2 separate regions of the Callithrix jacchus genome follow, and region 2 is linked to region 1. The links are chromatin contacts, called in public Hi-C maps. All regions are on one chromosome and are shown on one strand. Each heading gives the region's core, a stretch centred on a gene start, on an enhancer-like site or on the middle of the called end of the contact. The rest is flanking DNA. Distances are from core to core; before and after follow the strand shown.

Region 1 (7,842 bases), core at 1,955-4,454:
TAGGAAGGAACCAGGCCCTCACTTAGGTTTGGAGGGGCAGGTAAGACCACTGCTGACCATCTGCTTTCCTCCAAGGGTTGCTGTGTCTAGGGTGAAGTAGGCAGATGTTGCCCTTAAAACTGGGTCCTAAAGACGGTTCCAGCCTTGTCCTTCCTGTGTGCTCCCTGAGAGCCATTCCTGTCCCTTATACATTCCAGGGCAGGGTGGGGGTGGGTAGCCCTGGGGGTTCCCCTCCTTCTTGTGCACCATTGGGACTTTGCTGCTGCTATTGCACTTCACCAGGGGTTGGCTCTGGCCTCAAAACCCTCAGTCTCCTCTCCCCACATTGTGTCCTGTGGGGGTGGGGTCAGCCGCTGCTCTGTACAGAACCACAGGAACTGATGTATATATAACTATTTGATGTGGGATACGTTCCCCTATTCCTGAATTTTCCCTAATTCCTCCTTCCAACCTTTTTTACCCCCCAGTTGCAGTATTTTAACTGGGCTGGGTAGGGTTGCTCTGTCTTTGGGGAGGTTAGGGACTTATCCTGTGCTTGTAAATAAATAAGGTCATGACTCTACCCTTTTTCAGTTGTTAACTTGTATGCATGAAAATATAAGGAGAAAGGGAATGTGTAGCCCCACGAAGGGGTAAGACACAAAGACAGCAAGGATGAAACTATGGCTTTTTATTTTCATGTGGATAATTCAAACAAAGTTACTAGTAGCCTTTGTTCAATTTTTTTTTTTTTTTTTAAAGAAACCCTCAAAAAAATCTTGAGCTTAAAAGAAATCTAAGTCTGCTGCGGGAGCCTGGCTGGAGGATTCCTATTTTTATAGATGAGAAATACAATGCAGATTTCTCTTCAGAGTGTTTAAAGAAGGAATGGTAGTTTAGGGGGATTATTTCCCAGGCTCCAAGTGATTTAGGGGTGGTGTCACAGTGCTAGGTATAGGGTGATAGGACAGTGATCACTGCCGAGAGCCTTGGAACGGATCTTGCTGTCACACAATGCAGGTAACAGAGAGTGGGACAACAAAAAATAATCAAGGCGCCAACCAACATTCTTGGATCGAGCATTCATCATGTAAGTCCAAAAGGTATAGGCATAGGCTGTGTTGGGGTATAGGTGCCTAAAGCTGTCAGCCAGTGGCACAGCCTGCAGTAATTCCCCAAAGCCTTGGCGCTCTTGTGGCGTGAAGCCAGCATTCTTTTTGTTTCCCTTGGGGTTGCGAAGGTCAATTTCTTCATGGGCTACATTGAGGTCTCCACACAGCACAAGGGGCTTTCGGGAAGCCAAGCCCTTCAGGAACTTGCGAAAGGCTTCATCCCAGCGCTGCCGGTACTCCAGTCGTACCAGACCCCGGCCTGCGTTAGGTACATACGCTGTTACCAGCACAAACGAGTCAAATTCAGCCACAATCACCCGGCCTTCCTGATCATGCTCCTCCTCACCTACAGAAATGATGAAACAGAATTAGCATAAAAAAACCACAAGAAAAGAGAAAGCAATCAAGAGGTGGGGCAGAGATGGAGAATTAGCTATTGGTTTTGAAGAGCTCAGGCATTAGGGATTAACAGGGTCTCACCTATGCCATAAGAAACTTTGAGTGGGCACTGGCGGGAAAGTAGGCCCACGCCACTGTACCCTTCCTTATCGGAGGGAGCTGACCAGTATTGATGAGGGAGTCCAGGCAGCTCTTGAAGTTCAGCTGGTAGTTTGTTCTCTGAACATTTGGTCTCTTGAAGGCACAGTATATCTGGGGCTTCTTCCTTTACCCACTATAAGTGAAAAGGTGGAAAACATCAATTCAGCAGAACATTTACTGAATATGTGCTAAGTCATAGATATGCACAGGTTAAACAGTCCCTTGGCCTAATGAGTTCAAGTAGTACAACATTTAAACAATTATAAGCTATATAAATAAAAACTAATAGAGGAAGATAAAGTATTACACGCTCTACTAAGGAGATTGTGTTTTTTCCATAGGCAGTGGATGGCAAGCTAAGATTTTAAGCTATAGTTAATGGAATGGAGGACATGCTGAAGATAAAATGGAGGAAGTATAGAAAAAAGGTTTTTGCAACAGTCTGGGAAGAGGAGAGAACATTAAACGAAAATGGCAATGGAAGTGAAGAAACGGACATTTAGAAACACGACTGGCAAAATGTGGGGAAGCCCCACATAAAGCTCTCCTGGGCAGGAGAAAAACAAAACAGCCTGAAGGCTAAACGGAAAAAAGGGGTGACTAAACCCCTAAGATCATTCAATACTAAAGAATATCTCTACCAAAGTAGAAAATGATATTTAAAAAAAGGAAAAAATACTCTCTTCCCCTCCTTAAATTCCACTTACATCTAATCCTTTCTTCTTAATCCAGGCTCGAAGCCCATCCACATTCCAAGAGCAGATCTTGAGTGTGGCAGGTTTGCCACTGGGTGAGGTTTTCTGATCTGGGGGGTCCTCATACAGGGCTGGGCCCTCTCCTGCTGCCTCTTTGTCGTTTTTCTTTGCGGCCGTCTTACTCTTCTTGGCCTCTGGCTCTATAAAATGAGTAATACATAGTGACAAAAAGTTGGTAGTTTCCAACCTCGATCCGGCGTTAACTATAAACCCAACAAAAGTGTGATGTTACCGCTACTTCTTCACAAACCCCTTAAAAAATGAGCGGCCTGTAGTTACCGTTATCAAGGAAATTCCCGCCGCAGCTTCTAGGAAGAGGGGCTTATTTCATTCTCTTACCCGTCTTGAGCTCTTCCCCGTCTTCTGCCACCGCTCCCTTTTTCCCACGCTTCGGCATTCCCGTAACGAACGCCCTTCGGAGGCACCTGTACCGTGTCGCCCACCGAAGGAGTATTTTTACCGCGTTGCCTACAGACGCAAATAAATGAAATCAGCTAAACCTGGGGAGAAGACTCCTCCCCTAAAGCGTCCCCGCACCAGGTCCCCGCTTTTCAAACCATGTTATGTCTCAATCCTTTCCCAGCCTCCGTGCATCATATGCCCTTCAGCCCCTCACCCACTAACAAGATCATTTCATAGTGCCTTTTACCCTACTGGCGAGATCTGCCCTCCAGCTGAGGATCTTAATTAAGGATCCTGACTCAAGCTTGCCGTTCAGACTGCCAGCGAAGCCCCTCTTACGAGCAGAAGAGTAACCCCGTATCTGCCTGCACTGGTCAGAACGCAGCACAGCTCCTCCTAACCCGAGCACAAAGAACGGTGCACGCTGTGCCCCCACGTGGGTAGCGGATCTGGTCACGTGATCCGAGACTCCAGTCACGTGGCAGAAGAATGTGCGTGATTGGTCTGTCTGGTACCACGTAATGGAGACACTTGGCCTAGCCTCCCTTCTCCCCAGGAGACTTAAGGCCCCAACCCTCCTTCGGGGTGTTTATTGTTGTGCCAGATGCACGGCACATTCTCTGAATGTGGCTTAAGATCCTAATGCTGTGCAAGAGGGGAAAAAAACAATAGCGAAGGCTGGGCTGGACCATAGGAAAGGGATAGAAAAACTGATAGGAATGTAAAGCACAGAGGCGGCTCGGCGTCCCTGGCAGTTAGGAAGACAGGTCCCTGGAGGGGCCTTGACGGGTCTCCGCTCGCGGGAGTTCTGTGGTGTCTCTCGCAGTGCTATCTGCAGTCTCGCCTTCTTCTTCTGTGCCCCGGAAAGCTGCGGCACAGCGCGGACTTGGAAGGACCTCCACTTCTTAGGTTGCTAGGAGTCCTGTCGGCGTTTTCTCCCCGGCTTCGCCATGCCGGCGGTGCTCGGTTTTGAAGGCAGCGCCAATAAGATTGGCGTGGGAGTGGTGCGGGATGGCAAGGTGCTGGCGAACCCGCGGCGGACTTATGTCACGCCTCCGGGCACAGGTGGGTTAGTAAGGGACTTGAGAGTTTTCCGCGCACTTCCCCGCACGGAATTAGTCTTCCATCTTCCTAAATACTAGTTAAGTGGGGCCTTGGGTGCATTGTCCGTTCTTACAGCTTTTGATCCGAGTCTCAGGGAAATTATGTGACTTTATTGACATCACAGGGCTGATAGCTAGAAGAGGTATAGGCACTTGGAGGTGGATCTGAGAAGTTAGTTTACCTTTTATTGAGCGCATTTTATGTGCTAAGCGTTTAGAAATAGATGTTATGATTTTGTTGTGGAATCAGATATATAAATAGATGTTTATTCTTCAGCATGATAAACAGTGTAATAGAGATGGATTCGAAACATTCTGTTTAAAAAATGCTTAGTAGGAATATAGATTCCAGTTGCCCTGAATATACACTCCTTTTTTTTTTTTTTTTTTTTTTTTTCAGACGCAGTTTCGCTCTTGTTACCCAGGCTGGAGTGCAATGGCGCCATCTCGGCTCACTGCAACCTCCGGCTCCCGGGTTCAAGCAATTCTCCTGCCTCAGCCTTCCACGTAGCTGGGATTACAGGCACACGCCACCATGCCCAGCTAAATTTTTTTGTATTTTTGGTAGAGACGGGGTTTCACCATGTTGACCAAGATGGTCTCGATCTCTTCACCTCATGATCCACCCGTCTCGGCCTCCCAAAGTGCTGGGATTACAGGCTTAGGCCACCGCGCCCGGCCCGAATATACACTCCTGTTAAAAAAAAAAAATGCTTTAAAAAAAATAGGATGGGGAGAGAGAAGAGTGGAAAAGACTCCCAGCTTACATGCCAGACAGAACTGGCTGGCTTTGTAATATTCATATTAAATATGTTCTGGACATTTGGTCTTTATTTTTATTTTTAATTTTAATTTAATTGTATTTTATTTTGAGATGGAATCTCACTGAGTCGCCCAGGCTGGAGTGCAATGGCGCGCTCTCGGCTCACCACAACCTCCGGCTTCCGAATTCAAGCAATTCTCCTGCCTCAGCCTCCCAAGTAGCTGGGATTACAAGAGTGCACCACCATGCCCGGCTAATCTTTGTATTTTTAAGTAGAGACTGGGTTTCATCATGTTGGTTAGGCTGGTCTTGAACCCCTGACCTCGTGATCTGCCCTGACCTCGTGATCTCACCTCCCAAAGTGCTGGGATTACAGGCGTGAGCCACTGCACCCGGCTTATTTTTTAATTTTTTTTGAGACAGAGTCTTGCTCCGTCGCCCAGGCTAGAGTGCAATGGCACCATCTCGGCTCACTGCAACCTCTGCCTTCCAGGTTCAAGTGACTCTTCTACCCCAGCCTCCCGAGTAGCTAGGACTACAGGTGTGTGCCACCATGCCCAGCTAATTTTTATTTTTTTAGTGGAGATGAGGTTTCACCATGTTGGCCAACCTGGTCTGGGCTCCTGACTTCAGGTGATCCTCCCAACTCAGCCTCCCAAAGTGTTGGGATTACAGGCTGAGCCACCACGCGGGCCTAGTCTTTGTTTTTAAGATAGGAATAATACATGTATCATTAAATCTTAAAGATAAGATGAAAGTACCAAACACATTACAACTTTTAGTTGATATTTTTAGTAAGCGATTATATCTTGCCTACTCATCCTTCAAACACTTGTATGCATAGGAGAGAGCAACTGACTTGCATGTATCTGAAAAACCTCCCTGAACAGGTGATATTGTGACAGATTACTCATTAGAAATATATATGTATATTTAACATTCACTCCTCTAGACACTTGGGCACTGGGAATACAAAGATAAATAAAATACTCAATGCTTTGAGATACTCATGATTAAGATGAGCAAACCAGGCCGGGTGTGGTGGCTCAACGCCTGTAATGTCAGCACTTTTGGAGGCCGAGGCGGGTAGATCACCTGAGGTTAGGAGTTCAAGACCAGCCTGGCCAACGTGGTGAAACCCTGTCTTTAAAAGAAAAAATATACATATTTTTTAAAAAAAAGAGCAAACCATAGAAAATTATAATGCTATAATTATTATGTTAAATAAATGACATCATCATCCATAGAGTTCTGTAGGGTCACAGAGAAAGATCACCAAAGAGTATGAGGTAGATACCACTGGCATTGAGTCCTGAAGGCTGAGTAGGAGTTGGGTAGGAAGAAGAGCATTTCTGAAAGTTGAACGGCCTATGTAGAAGCTGGAAAGAGTATGTATCTGAAAACCTGGAAGATAGGATGCTTAAGGAAAGTGAAAGGTCTCTTCCTACATCACTAAAACTCCTGTTGCTTTCTTTAACTTCCTACCCACCTTTGCTACAGAAAATCCCTGTGATCTCTGACCTATGTTCATTTTCTAGGATTCCTTCCAGGTGACACAGCCAGGCATCACCGAGCTGTTATCCTAGACCTACTACAGGAGGCACTAACAGAATCTGGAGTAACCTCTCAGGATATTGATTGCATTGCATACACCAAGGGTATGGCTGGGAGAGTGGTCAACGATGGAGGAATGTACCTGCAACCTGGCTAGGTCAAAATAGCCAACACCTTACCTCTGCCATCACTGGTACCCCTACCCCACCTCATATCCCTTACTTCCCCCACCTGTTTTTTTTCCAGTCTCTAGGATTATAACTTCCATTTCTATCCTCCTAGGCCCTGGCATGGGTGCCCCACTGGTTTCTGTGGCCGTCGTGGCTCGTACTGTGGCCCAGCTGTGGAATAAGCCATTGTTGGGTGTGAACCACTGTATAGGCCACATTGAGATGGGCCGCCTCATCACTGGAGCCACCAGCCCAACCGTGTTGTATGTCAGTGGAGGGAATACACAGGTATTTAGAGTACTCTACCCATTCCCTCTCAGCTTCTGAGGCACTGAACCAGTGTCTTCCTTGTTCTACCTGAGTCATGGGAACATCAGGAACAAAGCTGGGCTCATCTGAACCTAAAATACTGTAAACCAGAAAACCCCCAACAGAGTTTGTGGCATTGCAGATTTTGGCAGCCTGATCAGAACATCAGATGACTTACCTGATTATCATGAGACTTTATATCTGATTATAAAGATTAGGAATTTCTACTTCAGGAAATAAATGAATGGTAAGGATTAAGCCTTTAAAATAATGATTATCTGAAAGAACGATCTTGCATTATTTTCAAGCTTATTTTGTCTATAAATCTTAGCAGTTAAAACTAAGGACCACTATCTGATTTATTATTTTAGGGCAACTACATGTTTTTATGTTACTGGGGATGATTATATAGATTTGTTATTCTAAGAAGTAAGAAGTATAAATAACTTGAAAAATACTTCAGAAATTATACAAGGTATTTTATTTTATTTGAGATGGAGTTTTGCTCTTATTGTCCAGGCTGGAGTGCATTGGCACAACCTTGGCTCACTGCATCCTCTGCCTTCCAGATTCAAGCAATTCTTCTGCCTCAGCTTCCCAAGTAGTTGGGATTACAGGCATGAGCCACCACCCCTGGCTAATTTTTTGTATTTTTAGTCGAGACAGGGTTTCACCATGTTGGCCAGGCTGATCTGCAACTCCTGACCTCAGGTGATCCACCTGCCTCAGCCTCCCAAAGTGCTGGGATTACAGGTGTGAGCCACTGTGCCCAGCTCAGAAGGTATTTTAAATTTATAGGTGAAGCTAAAGTTGTTTGGGATACCTTATATGACCTTTTTAAGGTTAGGATTGGATTCCTTTCCAGCACAGCACTTGATTATCATTAGAAATAGTTCAGCATTTTCCCCACCTCATGAAAGGGTTGTGTCTAGAAGATGAGACACGTTTCCCATGAAAATGATGTAGAAACTTCAGCAGGTAGAGGGCAAGTAGTTGGTTGAGGCCTGCAGGATGACATACAAAGTTAGGGACTTGGGTTGTTAAAAGTATAATGGAGTCAAGAGAGTTGATGAAAAGGAGTGGTTTTGTCTTCCTCTTCTCTTTTGCTGCTTGCTTAGATGTAATAAACACTGAGGGTGATGAGGTGAAGAGGAG
Region 2 (7,842 bases), core at 1,576-4,075, 430 kb before region 1:
TTTGCCTCCTGCCTCATTGTGAGGCCCAGGTTTCCAGCCAGGTGGAGTGTGCTGCTGCCCTCAGGGACCCACTGCAGAGGAGGAACTTTGGGAGCACCCCACACCAACGAGAGGAGCGTAATGGGCCCGCGCTGTCGCCACCCTAAGCCAACTAAGCCACTGCCCAACGCCATTACCTTAGGAAAGGTGCTTTGTGAGACCTTGACCTGACAGCCAAGAGACCACGAGATGGCAGCAGAGGACACAGCCCCGGGCACAAAACCTGAGCCATCTTGCCAAAAAGCAGATTCAGAAACTGAAGAGTTCATTTGTGAAATATCGTCAGTCATCTATAATCATGTGTTAAAAGCCAGAATAAATAACAGAATTTCAAAGAAATGAGGGTCAAATTTATTTGCATGGATAATTTCCCAACCACCAATGTGCCACAGCTGCATATGAAGCCACATATCATGAACTGAATTTCTCTAACATTTAAAAGAAGAGACAGGGGTCACGGCCTTTGAACACTGACGTCAGCGGAAACCTTGTCAGTTTCTTCTTTCTGTGAAGATCCCATTCAAGTAAAATGAGTGACCTCCACAGAGGCTGCCAAACTGATGAAGAAAGAGGCAGATACAGTGGTTGCTGGGAATCACCGCAGCAAAGCAGAACACTGTCACGGAGCAGCCCGGGACTCTGGCAATAGGCAGTGTGGAGGGGGAATAATGAGGAACACAGGACAAGTCTCAAACAGTCTTTGCTTGCAACTGGCAGAGGATAACGCACAGGAAAGCAGCATTAGTGGCACTGGAACTAAATCCCAAATCTGACTTCATTTAATGCGCCTTCCATTGTTACATATTTCCACCTCCCCCACTCCTCAGTTGTGACTAACAAATAGTCTCCAGACATTGCAAAATATCCTCTGAGAAACAAAATGAGCCTTCTCTCAGAACCAGTGCCCTAGAGGCTATGATGAAAAGTTTTATCAGAAAGGTTTTAAGAATTTAATGTTTAATCTAAGACTCTTGGACTTTGCAAGATCTACCTAAACTGTATCATATATCCAAAACTTTAATTACTTCTGTTTGTCTAATGCCGACTGATGATTGAAGGACTATAGCTGAATCTGGCTCTTGAATTTTAAGAAATTATCATTTAAACCACTTCTGCAGGCAATTTATATTCAACACCTTAAGTGGTTTATAGTTTTAAAGTACTTTACCTTGTGTAATTTTATTTTAGCCTTGATACTCTAGTAAGGTAGAGAGAATAAATATTACTACTATAACCACCAAGGGAACAAAAGGTAGTTCAGAAAGGTTTGACTTGCCCAAGCAACAGAATTGGAATCTAGGTTTCCTGATTCCCAGTCCTATTATGTTTTTGAGGAAAAATTTCTAGTAAGAACTTCACTTAGGGGTTCATGAAACCAAACCAAAAAAGTAGATATGGGCATAACTGCTGGAACAGATAAATTTCAACTGCTAAGCTGTTCAAAAATCATCACAAATGATTAACTCTGTTTCTTTCTCTTTTTTTTCCCCCCTGGAGACTTGCTTTGTCTCCCAGGCTGGAGTTCAGCGGTGTGATCTTGGCTCACTGTAACCTCCGCCTCACGGCGGACAGGTTCAAGCAATTCTCCTGTCTCACGTTCCCAAGTAGCTGGGATTACAGGCACCTGCCACCATGCTCTCCTAATTTTTTTTTTAGTAGAGACGGCCACCATGTTGCCCAGGCTGGTCTCGAACTCCTGACCTCAGGTGATCCACCCACCTCGGCCTCCCAAAGTGCTGAGATTATAGGCATGAACCACCAAACCCAGCTAACTGTTTCTTTTAATGAGTAATTCTGCTTCCCCTCTCCTTGCAGGCATTGCCTTTCTGGCTTTCCTTAAGTTGGGTGTGGCTATATGACTTGGTTTGGCCACTGAATGAGTGGAAGTGACATGAATGTATCCCTTCAGGGTAGCATTTAAGAGTCTAAGAAGAGTCCTTCATGCTTACTTCACATTCTGACCAGGCATAACCTTAACCCTCCTAGTAACAGGGCAGGATCTCAAAATGGTGGCGCTCCATGAACTTGGGTACCTAAAACACTTGCAATGAGCAGAACCCCTTGCCAGCCTACTTCGGACACTGGCATGAGAAATAAACCTGTGTGGTTTTAAGCCACTGTGGTTTTGGCATTTACCACAGCCTAGCCTAAGCTGACTGATGCAGGTTAATTTCCATAGCCATCAAGCTTGTCTAGGAACTAGAATGCAATATCTAATCTGATCACATCACTAAAACCTGGAAAACAGAGCAAATTGTTAATTTTCTTCCCTCAGCTTCCTCATCTACCACCTTCTGACTTTCAAAAAAATTATTCTTAGCTGGGCGCGGTGGCTCACGCCTATAATCCTAGCACTTTGGGAGGCTGAGGCGGGTGGATCACGAGGTCAAGAGATCGAGACCATCCTGGTCAACAAGGTGAAACCCCCGTCTCTACTAAAAATACAAAAATTAGCTGGGCATGGTGGTGCGCGCCTGTAATCCCAGCTACTGGGGAGGCTGAGGCAGGAGAATTGCTTGAACCTAGAAGGTGGAGGTTGCGGTGAACTGAGATCGTGCCATTGCACTCCAGTCTGGGTAACAACAGCAAAACTCCAACTCAAAAAAAAAAAATTATTCTTTTCTCAGCCCTGCACACATGAGCTCTCCATTACACTGGCAATTAGACTGGGGGAGAGGTAGAAATGCAGAAGGCCTAGATCTTTTCTCCATTCCAGATTCTGATCCCAGAACTGTCCCCACCCACTAGTACTCACACTTAACCTTGTCATAGGAAGATTATTACCACTCTTCCAAGCTGTCACAGAGGAGCTGCAGCAGGCGCCACTGCAATGCCAAGGCAAGACAGCCAGGCTGCGCTCTGTACTCACTGGTGCCTGGGCCTGTCTGGGCCAGGAGAAGCAACATTCTCTAGGGAAAGAAGCCTTCTCAAGTGGGAACAAAAATGAGAATGAGGCGAACAGCCATCCCGGGCACTATGTGAATTTGGGGTGAGTTCTCTTGGTACTCCAGTTCTGATCAATTTCTAGTTTCTAGCGGCTAGTAAGCTGCCCAGCTGCTGCTGCTACTGGGACTCCCAGTTCTCCTGGGCTTTTCCCAAGCCCACGCGAGCCTGTTATCTTTGCACACTTGCAAAGGTCACAAACGGTGGGGGTTGAACGCAGCCAGAAGTTCAGCAACCCGATAGCAGCCGGGATCAAAGGTCGGCAGGCCAGACCAGACGCCGAGCCTGCGCAGTCCCGCTCCCCCGCTGGAGAAAAAGGGTGGCGACTGCGCGGGCTCGTTACACCGGCGTGCTCGCAACAGGCGGGAAAGCGGTAGGGACAGATGCGGGTCGCAGCGTCGTCCCTCCTTCTGCCTACCCTATCTATCCGCCTGCCCAGCGAGCCTGTTACTCCTTCGGCGCCCAGGCCCCAGGGGAAGGGACGAGAAACGCCCTGCGTTTCTGACTCATCATCTCCAACCCCTTTCTCGCGCGCGCTCCAAGTCTCAGGACTTCGGACCTGCGCCCTCCTGCGAGGGGGTGCGGCGACAGCATCTGGGAAGCCTCAGCTCTGCCAAGCGCCAACTCCGAGCCCTCGCCAGTCTGTGAAGCTGCCTGCGCAGGACTGGCGACACAGAGCCAGCTGTCAGTTGCCGCGGCTGGGGGAGCGGCACGCCAGTGCAGGACCGCCCGCCCGGCTCCTCCCCGAACGCGAGGCCAGTGGTCGCGTCCGAGAAAGCGCTAGGCTAGGCCCAGACTTCCCCGCCTCGCGTCACTCAGCACATCCACAGCGCCCCCACCGCGAAGGGAAGGCTTTTTATTTCCTAGCCGGTCACGGGACAGCAGGGCATCCTGGGACTTGTAGTCTCCGCAGCAGTAGAAAGGAGTTGGATCGAAAGGGGAACTGGAACACTCCTGAATTGGATTCAAGGAGTTGGCGTTGGTGCAGGGTCCGGGGTTTGGAGTGGATGGGATTATAAAAGGTGGACCGAAGAGAAGAGTGAGTTGAGGCAGATGTGAAGCTCCGTAGGGAGGTGACGGGGAGGGAGGATATGGATGGAAGGGAGAAAACAGCTTTTCAGGGTGGTGAGGTGAGGATATATTCGAACGTCCAGGTATATCTTCCCCTAACAGGGAAGGAACGAAAAAGGGGCCTGCTCTGAGTGAAAACTGAAGGCACTCCCGGACTTCATATTGGATTCAAGGGATCCCAGCTAACTTCTGAGTTTGGTGGGGTGGGATGCAGGAATGTCTGGAGAGCATTCTCTCAGGGTGGAAGGAGAGCAACAGGTGTCTGCTCCTGCTGTCCCGCCCTCTCATTTGCTCCTGTGTTGGCCACCGTGGGACCATTCTCCAAACCAGGAACCTCTTCCAACTCAGAGAAGCCCTGAAAACCAGAGACCGGTGTGAGCAAATTGTAGAGGTGAGAAAGAAGAAACTCCAGACAGAAGAAACTGCTTTCTCCCGCCCAATTTTTTATCCTGTTTCCCATAGTCCTTTCAATATTTAGGCAGCTTCCTAATGCTTTCCCACTCTTTTAACTTCAATCATTTGGATTCCCAATTCCCTCTTACCCACCATTAGGGGAGAAATGTCCAAAGCTAGCGAAAGCCAATCAGTTTCATTCTAGGACCTCTTCTTTTCTAGGACCTCCTGCCCCATCGTTTTCCCTTAAGTGCCACTGACCAGGATAGCCAGTGGAAAAATTAGTTGGCAGCTAGCTATTCATTCTTTCCTCCCTGCCCCCATACCTCCTGCAGCTCCTGATAGTGTAGACTCTGGCTCCTGCAGCATCCCGGTTTCCTCTGGCTCAGCAAGAATAGGGCGTGCACTGAGACCAGCACTCCCCCTAGGGTGAAGGCCTCAGTACTGAGCTCCAGCACCAGCAAACCAGCCTGCTGCAGGTAGACAGGGCTGAGAATGCAGGGATCCCGCACTTGTTTGCCCCTGCCCTTTTCGCTCTCCACCTCTTGTCTCCTCATCTTCGAACCTCCCCTTCATTTGCCAGTACCTTGGAGGGGGCGGTTGGGGCAGGCCCCAAGGCTGTCTTCATCACCTCGACTACCACCACGATGAAACCCAAGATCAAGTTGAAGGTGTTGAATATCATCATGGCCTGCACCTGCCAGTGAGCCAGCTCAGTCCTGCCCAGCCTCAGGGACTCATTCCAACCTCAATCCCCACTTGCAGCCTAGCTGAAGACAAAACTCACCTCTTGCTTCTAAGCCTCCAAACAGATCCAAAAGCCCTCTAACTTTTTTGCTTTCCCTCCTTAGTCATTGAGGCCAGTCAATGGTGACAGTTGAGAGGCCAAGTCAACACTTAGCCACTTACTTCCTAGGCTGAGGGCTGTAGGTGTCTGTTTTAGGGAGTGGGAGCACAGTACCGTATTCTCTTCCCTCTCACCTTCCAGAGGCGGGGTGCTCTGCGAAGCTCAAGGGTGACAATCCCAGTGAGGAGACCCTGAATGGTGAGAAGGGCAAGTGTTGGGCTCTGGTTCTGTTAGGAAGGGGCCCTGGGACTTTCCTTCCACCCTCCCTTGTGGTGGTTCTTACTGAGACTCCAGGCCCAAGAGGTAGCGCTGCAGCCGTGTGACAATCAGAGTTCAGGCAGGCGACTGAGAGGGCAAAGGGCACCACAACCACTGCCAACCATAGCTGGCTCACCTGGGGGTCAGGGGAAGGTACTTGAGGAGGAACTGTCAGGGATTCCCTTCCCTTCTCAAAACTCCTCTTTAGAGATCAACAAATAGGATTTTACGCAGGGTGGAGTAAAGCAGTCAACCCAGAGCAATGAAGGAAGTGATCATTAAAAATTAAGTATCATTCAATTTTTTCTGCCTCATATTGTAGTTTAGTTACTTACCTGTATGTTTTCCCCACAAGATGGAAGCTACTTGGAGATTAAGGGTCTTGCCTTGTTTATTTCTATGTTTTCTCCACCCTCCTCCCATTCAGAACCTAGCACATTTTCTGGCACATGGTAGGTGCTCACTCAACATGGATGGATAAATGGACGGAACTGAATTGGGTACAAGTGGGCATGCTGAGACCTGGGATGGGGTAGCCTGGCCTCACCGCCAGCACCAAGAGGTGCCCACTCTGCCTGTGTCTTGCCCAGTGTTGTAGTTTTTCCAGACGAAGGCTGTGTCTCTCCTGCTCTTGCTGACCAGCTCTATCTTCCATGGCTCCTTTACCCACAAGAATAGGTGCTTCCTAGGCTGGGAAAAATGCATTATGGGTTCTGTGTATTAGGAGACAGGACATGCAACAACGTATCTTTCAGCTACACCTCTGCCCACTCCCAATATCCAGGGATTTGAGGTCCAGGGCCTCACACCTACCTAGTCTGAAGCAGCTACTCCAAAGGGATGGGACCCAGCTGGGTCCTAGGACTTCTGAGGGGCTTGATAGCTCAGAGCAGACGACAAACTTGTCCTGGCAGAGAAAGGCTGTCAGGGATGGGGTGTGGTGGGGCAAAGGTTTCTATAAAGGCCTAAGGATCTAGGGAGTGGCCCTGGGTATATACCAGCCTCAATTCATTCCACAAGACATCTAGCCTGACCCCACTGTGTTCCCATTTCTCATTACCCCCATTTCTGCCCATCCTGGGTTCCTCTTCTGGTTTCACTTAACCTAATCCTCAGGGACACTATCACTCTGGACCTCAATTTCTCCTCATTTCCATATAATCTTACTCCTTTCTTTGGCTTCCCCCTCACATTAATTGTCCTTCCCGAGAGACCCTACTTTTTGTCTGGATTGGTCCCCTGTCATTACTATTTGCAGCTTTGCCCCCAGAACAGGTAAGGTTGAATTCCAGTGGCTTTCTTGCCTCTTACTTTCTGGACAGTCTCCCTTCCCTTTCTTGAAGGTTTTACTGTGAATTGAACACTAAGTGGATGGGGGGGTCCTGTTTATAGTGGGAATTGTTTTTGATTCAATGATAACCTGCAGCTGGACATACATATATATAGATATATATGTATATATATATATATAGATGGTCCTCAAATAGTGAGTCTTGGAAAGAATACTATTGCAACAATTAATATTTTTGAGAGAGAAGGTGCCAGACAGACCTGGACTGAAATCTTAGCTCTGCTGCTTTTCCATCTGTGTGATCTTTGATCCATTATTATTATTATTAGAGATGGAGTTTCACTCTTGTTGCCCAGGCTGGAATGTAATGGCTTGATCTTGGCTCACCGCAACCTTTGCCTCCTGGGTTCAGGCAATTCTTCAGCCCTCCAGGTAGCTGGGATTACAGGCATGTGCTACTATGCCTGGCTAATTTTGTATTTTTGGTAGAGATGGGGTTTCTCCATGTTGGTCAGGCTGGTCTTGAACTACCAACCTCCAGTGATTCACCTGCCTTGGCCTTCCAAACTGTTGGGATTACAGGCATGAGCCACCATACCCAGCCTATTATTATTATTATTATTATTATTATTATATTGAGACAGGGGCTCACTGTTGCCCAGGCTGGAATGCAGTACCATGATCATGGCTCACTGTAGCCTCCATCTTCTGGGCTCAAATAATCATCCTGCCTCAGCCTCCCAAGTAGCTGGGATGACAGGCACATGCCACTGGGTCTAGCTAATTTTTAAATTTTTTGTAGAGACAGGGTCTCACCATGTTGCCTGAGCTGGTCTCAAACTCGTAGGCTCAAGAGATACCCCTTCCCTGGCCTCCCAAACTGCTGGGATTACAGGTGTGAGCCACTATGTGTGGCCTATTAGATACATTTTTCTACCTATTTGAACCTCAGTTTGTTCACTGATAAAAGGGGGCTAACGATATGACTGTGAAGAGTTGT

The links. A called contact is a pair of places that touch in the nucleus more often than the background predicts.
Region 2: a Hi-C map of skeletal muscle shows a contact between it and region 1, with 3 times the contacts expected there. The contact joins the promoter of ZNF219 here to the promoter of APEX1 in region 1. A contact is called at or near these places in 2 of 3 Hi-C or Micro-C datasets (both in skeletal muscle).

Annotation. Positions count from the first base shown.
Region 1 is chr8:55,176,245-55,184,086 of calJac240_pri, reverse strand. It overlaps APEX1 (apurinic/apyrimidinic endodeoxyribonuclease 1), which reads right to left and starts at 3,204. Exons shown (of 5, transcript XM_078334447.1): 1 at 3,128-3,204; 2 at 2,726-2,854; 3 at 2,339-2,526; 4 at 1,572-1,764; 5 at 656-1,437. The coding sequence starts at 2,783. The coding sequence ends at 920. OSGEP (O-sialoglycoprotein endopeptidase) reads left to right here and starts at 3,599. Exons shown (of 11, transcript XM_002753708.7): 1 at 3,599-3,853; 2 at 6,193-6,312; 3 at 6,491-6,666. The coding sequence starts at 3,739. It overlaps PIP4P1 (phosphatidylinositol-4,5-bisphosphate 4-phosphatase 1), which reads left to right. Exons shown (of 7, transcript XM_002753716.6): 7 at 1-562.
Region 2 is chr8:55,605,237-55,613,078 of calJac240_pri, reverse strand. ZNF219 (zinc finger protein 219) reads left to right here and starts at 2,825. Exons shown (of 6, transcript XM_078334479.1): 1 at 2,825-3,028. TMEM253 (transmembrane protein 253) reads right to left here and starts at 6,483. Exons shown (of 6, transcript XM_054239789.2): 1 at 6,365-6,483; 2 at 6,099-6,241; 3 at 5,577-5,687; 4 at 5,428-5,484; 5 at 4,773-4,916; 6 at 368-4,408. The coding sequence starts at 6,206. The coding sequence ends at 4,289. It also overlaps the pseudogene LOC128928789.